Linked DNA regions of Pan troglodytes: region 2 is linked to region 1. Evidence: chromatin contacts called from public Hi-C data. All regions are on one chromosome and are shown on one strand. Each heading gives the region's core, a stretch centred on a gene start, on an enhancer-like site or on the middle of the called end of the contact. The rest is flanking DNA. Distances are from core to core; before and after follow the strand shown.

What was found. Hi-C and Micro-C count contacts between places; a contact is called where the count stands out from the background.
Region 2: a Hi-C map of induced pluripotent stem cells shows a contact between it and region 1, with 1.7 times the contacts expected there. The contact joins the promoter of PDGFC here to the enhancer-like site in region 1. A contact is called at or near these places in 2 of 7 Hi-C or Micro-C datasets (induced pluripotent stem cells and stem cell-derived neural progenitor cells) and 1 of 1 datasets of contacts at active chromatin or transcription factors (stem cell-derived excitatory neurons).

The regions. Positions count from the first base shown.
Region 1 is chr3:157,967,758-157,974,885 of NHGRI_mPanTro3-v2.0_pri, reverse strand. No RefSeq gene overlaps it. Among named protein-coding and RNA genes, the nearest start is that of CTSO, 200 kb to the right of the region's middle. Within about 2 kb of position 4,240, at least 9 of the 24 cell types and tissues checked have an H3K27ac peak or open chromatin away from gene starts, as enhancers often do. A contact at or near this core is called in induced pluripotent stem cells, where this site is marked.
Region 2 is chr3:158,770,599-158,777,726 of NHGRI_mPanTro3-v2.0_pri, reverse strand. It overlaps PDGFC (platelet derived growth factor C), which reads left to right and starts at 4,003. Exons shown (of 7, transcript XM_063809961.1): 1 at 4,003-4,191; 2 at 4,939-5,172. The coding sequence starts at 5,055.

The DNA of each region.
Region 1 (7,128 bases), core at 2,991-5,490:
TTAGTATTTATCAGTCATCTCAACAAAGGCCAGATGTTATTCTCAAGACAAGTGAAGAATAGCTCTGAAGGTGATTCAGAGATGATCAGGTTGCCACTCCCATCACAGGCCACAGTGCATGAGCCTTCAGGGCCCAGCTGCCTCCACCCAGGTTTCAAAACGCAGGACCACCTGGAGCCATGGGACTATTATTTCAGCCTGGGTGAGCCAAGGGCATTGGACCCAGCGCAACAGATCTGTGGGACCCCAGCAGAAGGCTAAGGCAGAGAGCCACTGTGGGACCATCTCTACCAAGCCAGAGGACTGACATTACCACTGTAGTAGGCCTGGAAGACGGAGTAGCGTGCCAAAGAGGATTATTTTTGAGCCTCAAAAGGTAATAAAGTTTGCCCCAGTAAGTTTTGGACTTTCTTGAAACCCAGTACCCCTTCCTTCCTTCCTTCCTGTTTATCCCTTTTGGAATAAACATGTCTATCCTATACCTGTCCCACACTATTTTCTGAATGCATATAACTTGTTTGGTTTCACAGGTTCACAGCTGGAGACAAATTTTGCCTCAGGATGAATTATAGTCTCATTCATTACTAATTTAGATGATATCTATTAATAGATGAGGCTTTGTATTTTAGACTTCAGAGTTGATGCTGGAATAGGTTAAGACTTCGGGGGTTATTGGGATAGAATAAATGTATTTTGCACGTGAGAAGAATATAAACTTTGGAGATCAGGAGCAAAATGTCAATATCTAAATGTTTGTGTTCCCTCAAAATTCATATGTTGAAACCTTACCCTCTGACGTGATCTTATTAAGAGATGGGGCCTTTGGAAGGTGATTAGGTGATGAGGGCAGAGCCTCATGAATGAGATTTGTACCCTTGTAAAAGAGACCCCAGAGAGTTCATTTAATTTTTCAGCCATGTGAGGACACAATGAGAAGACAGCTGGCTATGAACCAGGAAGACAGCCCTCACCAGATACCAAATCTGCTGGTTTCTTAATCTTGGACTAATAAGCACCATGAGAATTTAATTTTTGTTTAAGCTACCAACTTATGGTATTTTTGTTATAGCACCCCAGATTGACTAAGACAAGTACAGAGATGACTTTTTTTTTCAGAGAACTTACAACAGAATATATTTTCTAAGAAAAGTGGCACATGTGCCTCATCTTTTTTTATATCTTTATGTAGCAAATCAGTCATTTAAAAACTAGTGTGTGCCACGTGGGGTGGCTTATGCCTGTAATCATAGAATTTTGGGAGAATGAAATAAGAGGATCATTTGAACCTAGGAGTTTGAGACCAGCCTGGGCAACATAGCGAGACCCCTCTCTATACAAAAAATTTAAAAAATTAGCCAGGGGTGATGGCATGCGTCTGTAGTCCCAGCTACTTGGGAGGCTGAAGTGGGAGGATCACTTGAGCCCAGGAGTTTGAGGCTGCAGTGAACTGTGATTGCACCACTGCATTCCAGCCTCAGTGAAAGAGCGAGACAGTGACTCAAAACTACTAAGTACATACAATTAAAAACTAGTGAAACATTGAATGTTTAGGAAAAGTAAGCTTTTTTTTTCTTATTGTAATACATGTTCGTTGTAGAAAATTTAGGGGAAAAAAAATCTATTCTTATTGTCCAGGGAATGTTGGCAAAAATGGCCTTTGTTTGGATAATTTGATTGTTTAATTTCCTTTCTCTGGACATATTTGAAAACCCTAAAGTTATCACAGTAAATTAAATTCTCCATATTTAATTAAAGGTTTGCATGAAGGCACATTTTGGACTGACGACTTCTAAATTCACATGGTCAACACTGAGAGTCAGGCTCTTTGAGCTTTTTCCTGATAAAAGTTCAGAATAAAGTTTAACATGCTTAATCATTCTTAAATTGTCTGGTTTTTCTACCTTATTTCCTTTATTTCTTTGTAAGAAAAAGAAAACTTTGCCAAATGGTGGGGGCGGGGAGTTAATAATGTATTTTAATAGAATGTTACACAGTTTCTTGATGAGCTCAAATTATGAAATAATGCAGGAATCATATAACTTATTAATAAAAATATGTTTACATTATAAAGCCAGAAACAATGTAGAGCCCTTTGTTAATTGTATGGCAAGTGGCATGTGGTAACCTTCAAAGTCTGACTGCATTCCCTCATGAGTGTTCACCATTTTTTTTTTGGAGATGGAGTCTCGCTCTGTTGCCCAGGCTGGAGTGCAGTGGCTTGATGTCCGGCTCACTGCAACCTCCACCTCCTGGGTTCAAGCAATTCTTCTGCCTCAGCCTCCCGAGTAGCTGGAACTACAGGTGCCCACCACCATGGCCGGCTAATTTTTGTATTTTTAGTAGAGACGGGGTTTCACCGTTTTAGCCAGGATGGTCTCGATCTCCTGACCTCATGATCCGCCTGCCTCGGCCTCCCAAAGTGCTGGAATTACAGGCTTGAGCCACCACGCCCTGTGGCGTTCACCTTTAGAAAGGACTCTGATGGTGACTCTGATACATATGCAAAATAACCTTCTGAGAGATTTTCTGCCACTTAGGAATAGAAGATATTCTCTTTGCCTCCATCTCCAGAGTAAGGGAATAAAGTAACAGTTAGAACGTAGAAAAATAAACGGCCTAGCTTTCCCCTCCGATTATATCAATCAAAAGTGAAATTAGCAGCCCCTGCCATATTTGTTTTTCATCTCTTGCCCAGATTATGTCTGCATGGAGGGCTGAGAATAATATTTCAGAAGAAGCAGGTAAACTATAAACGACCACAAGCAAGTTCCCTTTTACCCTCCTCTCTTTGGTTACTATCAGTGTCTAGGAGCATGTCCTCTGTAACCATGCATACTTTAAAATTGTGGATTAACTTGTTGCTTTTGAATTGTTTAGCTTTCATTGTAATATCTAGATATCAGCTTCTGAAGTTTTAAAGAAACTTTGTTATTAAATGAATGGTATTGCTGATCATTACAAGCAGTTTCTTCAAGATGCCAATATCTATACTTAAAAAAATTCATTGAATATAGTGGAACTACTATACATGGTGTGCTGAGGTGCATTCCTTCCAGACTTAGGGTCTAGTGATGTTCATGTTTGCTTCTTGAAACCACCCATAGTAAGAATAGTTACATCAGAAACGCAGAAAAACATTACAACAAAGGACATTGCTCTCCTGGGAAGCTGGTTGTTAATGCATAAACCTGAGTTAATCTCTGCCAGTCTTTGGTCTTTTTGCTCTGGTATCCATTCTTCAGCTTCCACCTAATCTGCAGTGTTCTGCAGATGGCCGTCTCCGAGATGCATTCTTGGGTTCCCTTGTAAGCTGGTTGCCAGCTGGTTTCAAACAATGGGAGCCACCTACAGGAAATTGTCAGATGAAGAAAAGGAAAAGCCAGACAGGGACTCTGATAGCAATGGCCTCTCCTCTGTAGCTCTAGATTTTGCCAGAGAGGTTGACATAGTTTTCTTCCAATGTGTCATCTTGGCCCTTGTAACACTGCCTCTTCTCTTGTCCCTGCTGACTTCAAAAGGTAGCAACTTCTTGCAGATGCTAATTTATGAGTTGCCTCAGAGGCCTACATTTGGCTTCTCAGCTCTTCAGAGTTGCATGACCAGTTCCCTGCATGAAATGTTCTTTATTTTCATAGTAAGTTGGTAATATTCTTTAATTTTGCTAGGAAAGATAAACCACGCCGTAAATTTAACAGGAATTTAATATGAAATAATTATTAAACTATGATAGGAAAGCAACTATAAAGATACAGAAGCAATTCTAAAGGGAACCCTATGCTGAAGCTGACTTTCAAAGGAAGGACAAACTTAGAAGGTGGGACCCTCTTCAGGGCTGAGTTCTCATCTTGGAGAAAGCATGTTTGCAGCTCATGGAATAGCAGAGAAGTTTGTTAGGTTGGCTGGGACAAAGCTGGTCTGCATTCATCACACAAGAAAGAGATAAACCTCCAGGGTGCTGGCAAGCCAGGTTGGTCGGCAAGTACACAGAGGAAATCTGGATACTCTGTGGGTGTTATGGGCTTGGAGCATGCAGCGTCAGTATGTTAGGGTGGAGATAAGAAGCCTTGGGAAGGTAGTCACAGGGCTTAGGCAGGGCCTATGAGGTCACTGACACATTTTGCCTTCTGGGTGTGTGGCTGGACAAGGCATCACTGAATGTTCTTACACACCCACACAGCAGGACTGCAGCAGGAGCCAGAGAGGGCTGAAAATCCAAAGCAAAACAGCCAAAACTGGGAAGAGAAGCCCCTTCCTTCTGTAATGTGACTCCAGTGCCCTCTATTGACAAAGCTTAACATGGTGCTGTGCTTAAAGAGAAATGTTTAAAGCAATCAGTCCATTACTTCAGAACAGGCACTGAGGGGTCAATTTGGAGGTAAGGGCAATACATAGAAATTAACACAGTGTATTTTCTGTGTTCCTGGTTGGGGTCTGATTAATAAAATTCTCAAAGTTAACGCCTTCATTTTATATTGTTATTTCATCCTATAATCTTTTGCTGTTGTTCAGTTTTAAAATATCAGGTATTTATCATTATTCTTGATGACTCACTTTCCTTCATGCCTTGGCCTTGATTTAACATCTGTTTTGAATGTGCCGTCTACTTTCTACCTTCTTACTATCACACTAATTCGTATCCTTATCATCTATCTCAGGGAATAGTGTATTTATTCTTGAAGTGAGAAATGACTAAGTGCCTCTTTAAATGAAAAATGACTAAGTCCTTCTAATTTACCAGGCACTGTGCTTGGCACATGGAATAGTCAGATGTGATTCTTTTTTCTTATATAGCTTAAACTTTAGTTTAGAGATTAAGGACACTGATAGTTGTATAATTAAAAACATTAAAAATGTCCCTGAAATGATAATGATGATGATGATGATGATGATGATGACAGTAATAGATATAGTCATACATGAGAAAATAGCTAGACAACCTGAGACCAAAGGTTATGCCTGAAGGAGCTGGTGCTTGAGCTTAGTATGATGGCTGAATAGAGGATAATTAGGTAAAGGGGTGGGAAAGGGCATTCCAAATGTAGGGCACATGTTTAAAGGCAGGAACATACTTATTTAATGATCTTCAAGGAGGCCAATCAATGTGTCTGGCATAGAGAGACAGCAATACCGAAGCATCCTAGCAGATGGTGCTTAAGAGCAAGCTAATATTTGGACCATGTGACGATTTGAAAACAATATTAAATATTTGGGTGTTTTCCCCAATAGCAATGACAATTATTTCCAGTAACCTCTTAACCTGTTAAGTTTTCCTTTTATAGTTTTCTTCTGGCAAGCCTCCAGTCTGAATTCTGTGTATTTTTTCCAGTTTTTCTTTACTGCCATAAAAATCTATTCATGTAAATCACTATCTTTTGCATATTGCACTCATATACCTCTTCTACCCTGCCATTATTCTAACCCCACTAAGGTAGGCCAGCCTCCAAGATAGCCTTCAAAGTTTCCCTACTCCATGCCCTTGTGTGGTTGAATCAGACTAAGTTGTGTAAATAATTGCAGATTGTGAAAGTGACAGTGTGTTCTGTGGCATCATCCTTTACTCGTTCTCCTTCTCTCAGATCATTATCTCAGAAGGAAGCCAGTTGCCATATTATGAGAACACTCAAGAAACCCTATGGGGAAACCCATGAAGCAAAGAATTAAGACCTCCTGTCAACAGACAATGAGGAATTAAAGCCTCCTGCCAAAAGCCAACATAAATGGAGGCTCCTGCCAACAGCCATGTGAATTATCCATCTGAGAAGTGGACCATCGTTTCTCAATTAAATCACAAAATGATTGAAGTGTGGGCCACCATCTTATCTGCAAGCTCACGAGAAATTCGGAACCAGAACAACCCAGCAAAGCCACTCCCAAGCTCTAACTAATGAATATGCCCCTGGTTAGTTACTCTTTTGTACTCTTATCAATCGATACTCTCCAACTTTCAGTAAATCTGACCCCTACCAATTACAATACCAGAGAGAGTAGTTTCAAGAAGCCATCCAAATACTGAGTTTCTTTTGTCCCTAATATTCTGTTACTGATATCTGGGAAGAAATTCCATATGATACTTTGGTCCTTAGGAGATGCACAGGCTTAGATATGTAGAGTCCCATTTATAAGTATGCACAAAATATTATAACAGTCACTTTTAATCGACCTATGCAAAATGAAAATCTTAGATCAAACATGTATCATACATTTATTAGAATGTATTGTGATTATTGATTTGTTTATAAGACTTCTCATTAACTTGTAAGCTATTTCTGGTTCCAAAATCTATTGGAAAATTATAATAGATACAGAGAATCATGGGGCTCAGTAAAAAGCATCCTATTAATATTATATCAATTGATCGCAGAGTCCTAACTCCTGTGAATGTGTGCTTGTAAGTTTGAAATATACACAAGATCAGGTCACTACCAGAAATCAGGAAACCAAGAATCTTAAGAGGCAGAATAAATACTGAAGGACAAACAGTAGGACAAATGGAGAAAACAGACAACTAGCCAAAATCAAACTTTTTCAGGCATCTTAGAGAAGAAGTAGAACAAGAAAATGGAAAATCACCAAGTGATCTAGAGGTATGTTTGAAATGATTATCTTTCATCTGCATTTTGAAGCCAACATTTAAAGAGAATCTTGTGGCTGTTGTATGATGAGACATTCTAAAACATTTTCTAGAAATGAATTTAATTTTTGACTGACTCATGCATATCAGTTCAGATAAAATAGGAGTGTAGTATTTATCCTCTATTTTCTAGTTCCAATGGTGGAAATTTTGCAAATCCACCTTGTGTAATAATAATATTCAGTCTCAGTACTTCCCATACCTGATAATTTCTCAAGACAAGGTGAATCATGATAACTTTTCTCTGCAGTGATAGCTAAAAGGTGACTCTGCATCATAATTTCTTAGTAGGACTCAATGTAAAACTTACCTATTTCTCTAGAAAAATCTCAAGAAAATGGAGCATCTTAAGCCACACTTCGCCACCTAAATTCACTGGCTCAAAACCACAGTGGTAGAGTTGCATAGTTGTGAGAGACCATATGGCCAGAAAAGCCTCAAACATTTGCTATCTGGCTCTTTGTAGAAGACATCTGTTGATCATTGATATAAAGTAA
Region 2 (7,128 bases), core at 2,754-5,253, 800 kb before region 1:
CCATTAGAACTTGTTTTTTCAAACTATGGCAATAACAGATACAATAGTACTACTCTAGTTGAGCAAGTTTAGAAAGAAGCACCTGTTCATTATCTCTTTTGCCAGCCACGAAGACATCTCTGATATGAGGCTAGGAAACTTGTGCTAGTAATTTTTTTATCACAGAAGCACACTGAAGATGAAAAAGTCTTGCCATCATTATCTATAATAGCTCAGAGAATTTCTAAAGCAGTAGGGGGATCAAGACAGAAGCCAGTGGCGATTCCTCATGTAAGGAAAAGGAAACTGAGGGGCAGAGAAGATTTCTAGATCAAGGTTGTACTGTTTATTAGTGGTAAAGCCAGACTAAGCCCCTGACCTCCCATCTCCCAGTGAAATGATCTTTTGTTGTGGTGGTTCAAAGGTTACTAGGGCTTCTCTTTCTTTACGGCTGTTTCTGGCTAGTTACTCCCTCTGAGTTCTGAGTCAGACGAACACTTCTAAGATTTTGGAAAAATCTATGCATACTAAGCCATGATTTCAATAAGGAAATAGCAGTTTTACTTCAAAGGAAAAGGCCACAGAGAGCCAACTAAAGTCCATTTCTGCAGGCCACACTTCTCTTAACTCCCCATCCTCCAAATCCATTCCCCAGGAAAGTCAGAATGACAAAGTGTGTCTTCTTCTAGAGCAGAGCCTTAGCAAAACCCTCTACCCTCAGCCTCAGCAGGTAAACCCTTCTCAGATTAGCAGTTGATACACTGGGGAGGTAAAAGTTACCTGATGCTAGAAGAATAAGATGTAATGAAAAGTGTCTCATTTCTTGGTTGGAAAAACAGAGTATTGATATATATCTTCGTAACCTAGAGATAGCAAGGTCGTATTTCTCAAGATGAGGTAGTGGGAAAAGTGGAAAGAGAAGAGGATGACTCTAAGACAGACTACTGACTTCATTTATTTATTTATTTATTTTTTTCCTAACACAGTCTTTATTCCTGCTGTGGTCTGTGGACATTTACTTTGCCTACTAATGATATCTCCAGTTCTGCCTTATATATATTTGTTACTTGTCAGCCATTCTCAAAACACAATGAGTATTTAAGTAGAAGAAAGCTTTCTGAACTTCAGGAAATCATGCTCAATTATCTGCCACTAAAATACTGAAAAGTCTTAAAATAACTTTGCACATATGCCTCTGTGTGTGTGTGCATGCACGTGTGTGTGTGTTAGGATCAAAATAGAAAAATAAAGAGCAAGAAAACGTAGATTTTTTTTTTTTGGTGGCAAAAATATGTCCCCATGGTTCCCGCCCCTTTGAGTGTTAAGTGGCTAGCTAAAGGAGTAGGTTGCTTTAAAATCTTATTTCACTTAAAAACATTTAGTAGTGACACCCCCTCCCCCAAATTATCATTGTTAACCACCAAGTGTATTCTTTAGTAAGAATTTGTGGTAATACTCTTCATGCATGCAGCAGCAATGGGCACTCCTTCTTAAGGTTTAAGAAAACATGAAAACCACAAAGAATGTTTGAAATTATTTTCTCTTGGTTGGCGGAACAGATGCCTTTCATCAAGGAAAATGCCTTTGGCCAAAACAAAGCCATATTCATTTAAAATATATTGTTTAGTAATTGCACAGACTCTGGATTATATAAAATTTACTTTCAATGCAAAGATTTCATTTTTCTAGAAAAGGTTAACAAGCAAAATAGAGCAGGAAGACAGGCAGAGGATAATGTGTTAAAAGAATCAACTACGTCAAGGGTAAGAGCAGTTCAAGAAATGACAATGCAAGTACATTGAAAGGAAATTGGCCAATGTGGATGTGATTTTGTCTAGGGGTCATTCAGGAACACCTGGCTGACTTTATTTATAAGGTGATTGTCAAATCAATCTGTAGAATATGGATGAGGTGAAACGCAGAGGTAGAGTATTATTCTAGATCATCTGTAACTTTTCAAATACAACTATCGCACTGAAATTCCAGGGAGAATGTAAGTGACTCCAATAAAGAAACCTGTCAGTCAGTCAAGAGTGTTTATTTATTATCCCCCTGTGCCAAGCAATATTCTAGCCAATATGAAATGATACAAAATAAAGAGTAGTCATCACCCTTCCAATCTCCTGAGAGCAAATGGATTACATTTGCAGACACACACACACACACACACACACACAAACACACCCCACCTCTATGTGGGTGGTCAGGAAACTCAACTATATGGACATATAACAACTTCATTTAGAAAAGTGCTGATTAGAAAACTAAACTTACAAAATTAGAAAAACTGGAGAATAACGAATTTTATGAAAAATAGATTACAATGGATTCATAAGGCATGCCCTTTATTTAAGTCCCATTATGTTGTTAAAATTGGGAATAACCCTTCACCCTCACAAATTTACAAAATATTTTTGGAACACATTATGCAAATATGGAGTCACACTGGTGTTGTGGAGCTGCTAACTCGAATAAAATACCATACTTGATAAAAAACCTTCTGTCCACTAAACTGTAAATCCCTTAAAGTCAAAGATCAGGCCTTAATTGCCTTTAGTGTATATTTAGTACTCTGTAGATAGAAGTGGTAAAGGGATAAGAATGAATGAATGAGACAGGCGGGTGAAATTTTCAAGAATGAGACAGATGGGTGAAGTTTTCAAAGGTTTCTAAAAGGGAAAAACAAGAAGACTAGGATATTCCAAGCAGAAAGGTCTGGTTGGTTGGCCCCAGTTGGTGTTCGCGTATAAGAAGAGGGCTTGGCATTTTCCTCACCACTGAAGAAGGATCAGCCCCTGGTTTGGTCCAGTAAGAATATGTTCTTGCCCAAATGCCACTCCTTAGTTTCAGGGACATTGCTATTTTGGTTTTCTGTTCCAGCCCAAGTGTTCTTGATGGTCGAATTGTTTGCATTGACTTTTTTTCCACAAGAAGTTGGGTGATATTGCTGATTTGCCTGCCATGGCACTTCCTTGTTTCCATTTTGATTATTACTCAAAAATAGCTTCATTTTAAAATTCAACTTTTCTGACTCTCTGCTTGTGCCTTTAACACATTGACAATGATTTTCTGCTTCTCCCCAAAGAAAGCACGTTGGATCCTGTCACAGACATATTTAGCAGACATGGAACCACCATAAGCCCTGCTTGGCATGTGTGTTTCATTTCAGACTACCTCATGAGAACTTTAGGTCTTAAAGCATCGGCCTCTCTCTCCAAGTCAGCCTGAACACAAGCCACATACAGATTTCAGTTCTTTCTTGACCTTTTTGGTGTAAATGTAAACAATTCTATCACCAGGGGTTCAGGGCAGCCTAGTTTTGTTAGAGGCTGTATTGTAGGAAAGTCCAAGGTTGCAGGATCATTCTGAGTCCCTTAGACATCATTCTCAGAAGAGCTTGCTATTAGCTTAATGCTGCCCAACTACTACGTATGCTTCACGAGGGCAGGGACTTTTGTCTGTTTTCACTGCTGCGGCTCCAACCTCTAAACAGTGCCCGACATAGTAGGCATTCAGTAAATATAGTACTTGTTAAATGAATGTTATTTTGGCTGCCTTTACTTTTGCTTTATCTGTCCTGCTTTAGGGAGCTGGAAATTGGAGGAAAGCCTTTGAATTCATTTCCCTTCTTCCTTCTGTTCTGAAACTCTGGCCAAGGGTCCCAGCAAAGACCTTAGGGAGTGGGGAGCCCTCCTGGAAACTAATGACAAGTCAGGCGACAGGGGGCGGGAGAAGGAGAGCTGCAGGAAGTTCTTTCCCACTTCTTGCTTCTGCAGCACCCTTCACCACCCATCGTGCTCTGTATTTGGGGTTAGAGGTGTTCCGTGGAAGGGAAAGCAGGGGCCGCCTTGGCCGCGTTCCTCTCCTGGGCCACCGGGGTCTTGCCCACAGCGAGTCCCGCAGCACCCCCTGTCTGCGCAGCACCTGTTGACAGCCAGTGGGCGGCCAAGCCCGCTCGCGCGGACGCGTCCCAGGGCTGCCCCTCCCAGAGGCGCTGACCCCCGCCCGCCCCATCGGCCGCCTGCGGGAGAGCCGCTGAGCCGCCCCCGCTCGCCAGGCGCGCGCTCCGCCCGGGCTCGGCCCACGGCCCCCACCTCCTGTCTGCCGCCCGGCGGGGGGAAGGTAGAAAAGGGGAGGGGACAAGCCGGATCCTCCCGGCCGCCCCGGCCTTCCCTCTTCACCCCGTGCGGAGACGCCGCGCGTAGCCCCGAGGTTAGCGCGGAGCCCGAGGCGTGGGGGGAGGGGACGGGGAACAACCGGAGCCCCGCGGTGACCCCGGGCGGCCGAATTGCCCCAGGCTTTGAGGAGCGGGGGACGAGCCCGAACAAGGTGAACTTTGGTCGCGGAAAACTCAAGCCAGGTGCCGGAATCCGTGCTGCGGCGCTCCGAACCCGGGGCCAACTGCGCTCCGGGCTGAGGAGCGGGAGCCCCGCGGCCTCTCTCCGCCTGCGCCCGGGCCGCCGTCGGCCCGGAGCCCCCCGGCCCCGCTCCGGCGCCCCGGCCCGTGGGACACGCCGCGGCGCCCTCGCCTTGTTTCTTCCCCCTCCCCCTTCGGGGGTGGGGGGTGGGGCGGGGGAGAGGGGCGCCCGGAGAGCCGCATCTATTGGCAGCTTTGTTATTGATCAGAAACTGCTCGCCGCCGACTTGGCTTCCAGTCTGGCTGCGGGCAACCCTTGAGTTTTCGCCTCTGTCCTGTCCCCCGAACTGACAGGTGCTCCCAGCAACTTGCTGGGGACTTCTCGCCGCTCCCCCGCGTCCCCACCCCCTCATTCCTCCCTCGCCTTCACCCCCACCCCCACCACTTCGCCACAGCTCAGGATTTGTTTAAACCTTGGGAAACTGGTTCAGGTCCAGGTTTTGCTTTGATCCTTTTCAAAAACTGGAGACACAGAAGAGGGCTCTAGGAAAAAGTTTTGGATGGGATTATGTGGAAACTACCCTGCGATTCTCTGCTGCCAGAGCAGGCTCGGCGCTTCCACCCCAGTGCAGCCTTCCCCTGGCGGTGGTGAAAGAGACTCGGGAGTCGCTGCTTCCAAAGTGCCCGCCGTGAGTGAGCTCTCACCCCAGTCAGCCAAATGAGCCTCTTCGGGCTTCTCCTGCTGACATCTGCCCTGGCCGGCCAGAGACAGGGGACTCAGGCGGAATCCAACCTGAGTAGTAAATTCCAGTTTTCCAGCAACAAGGAACAGAACGGTGAGTCTTTCCCCCATTCTCCCCCTGCTTGTTTCTCGCTGTGTGTGTTAACGTTGGCATTGTGCGTTGGTATGTGATGTATACCAGACTGTGAAGGTATCGTTGGTCTCTCTTTACATGCAAATGTGCGCTGCGTTCATTGGCATGGACTGTTAAAGGTTAAGTGTAGTTTGCAACTTCGGGAGCTGCCACAAAGCTCCAAGAGGGCAACGTGAGTGCCATTGCAGAGTGAGGACATTCTGGGAGCGATTGTGAACGTCATTTCAAATGCACATTGCAGGTTCGCTCATTGCCAAAGTTAGAAGTTCAAGAACTGCCTCTAAAAACGAATCCAAAATGAATGAGCCTTGGCATGTTTGACTTTACTCAGATTTGGGGAGGGCGAGGGGGGTCGGTCAGGGAATGTATCAGCCGCATTAATTGAAGCATTCTAGGTCGAAGTCATCAATTAATCAATGAGTAGATAGGAAATATAGAGGTCAAGAGGCTGTGTGGTCGTTTTTAGAGGAATTAAAAAGTGTATTTCTCTTGCTCCCTAGTTTTTTGTTTTTTAAACTTGCCTTTGTACTCTGAAGTCCTTACCTTTCTGGTGGTGTGTTTTTGTATGTGTTGGTGAATGACTGCTATTTTGTGTGTGCTGGAAACGACTTAATCCTGCATAGGAAATGAGAATTACTTTCAGCTTTCAAGTGTACCTGAAATGTTTAGAAAACTCTCAGATGCAAGTTCCCTTGGGCTGGGATTGCACAGAGCTGGAGAAAGGCTCCTTTCATAAAGCCAGGGCAGCTTCAGGGTGTGTAATTTGCTTAGCCTCTGAACCCATATGATTTACATCATTCAATTTCTAAACTCTTTTTCTCTTCATCTAACATTATGAAGTCATTTTTGAGAATACTTTGTAAATAGAAATTTTATACTGCACATGAAACCACAATGTTCATGTAGGCTGTCTAAAATTGGAATATTTAACGCCCTGTTTACAAGTGGTGGCTCTTACTGTAATTTGAAAAGGAATATACATGTTTTTACTGCTTTGTATATCATCTATTCAGAATGCAAGGATTCTGTCACTTGATTAACCATGCAAAATGAACACAAGTGGCATACCTACAAAATTAAGATAGGATGTGCTATAGTTTTAAGTCAGAGTGATTTTTTCTCCTTTTCATATTGGGGTGTTTCAAGACTTCAACTTTGAATTTAAACTCTATGAAGTGTTCATGTTTAAGAAAGCACAGAAAGTTTTAGGGTATAAAAGTAGATAAAATAAGGATTCTGCTGACTTTTGCAAACGTTATTTGTATTTGCTGTTGCGCAGCAAGACATAGTATCACATTTATCAGCTAATATTAGTGTGGTGCTTCTTACAACTTGCTAATGTGATGCCACATGGCACCTGCAGACTCCTTGAGCTGCTGATCAAAGGGCAGCCTAGGGATGTATCTCTAATCACAGTAGCTGCAGAGGTCTGGGGGAAAGTGATCAAAGGAGCCACAGCACCAGCTGTACCCGTGCAGGAAACACATCAGACCAACCTTTGTTCTTTCTCATGTAAAATAAATGTCCAGTTCAAAATATTGCTTCTTACTAGCCAAGCTCCTCCATAATGACAACAATGCACAATATTCCTGGCTTCCTGGCTTCTGTTTTTTATTGTTCCTGTCCCATATCATTTCTCCTATTGCCTTGTCTTATCAAGCCTCTCTTGGCATCTGCCCGAATCTCTTTGCTGACCTGTGCTTCTCTTTGTCCTTTCCTTTTAGTTCTCTCTTGTGATCCCCATGCTATCATCACTTTGTAAGGGTCCCAGAGCTGTCATGCAGCATGTGGTCATAGGCCACTTTACCCAAGTAGATTCACACCTCCAGGAGAGATGAGTTCATTAAGCCAGGCCACACACATTCTGTTGCCATCTGAGGCTGGGCCATTTCCATTCCTAAGATGCATGATGCTAAA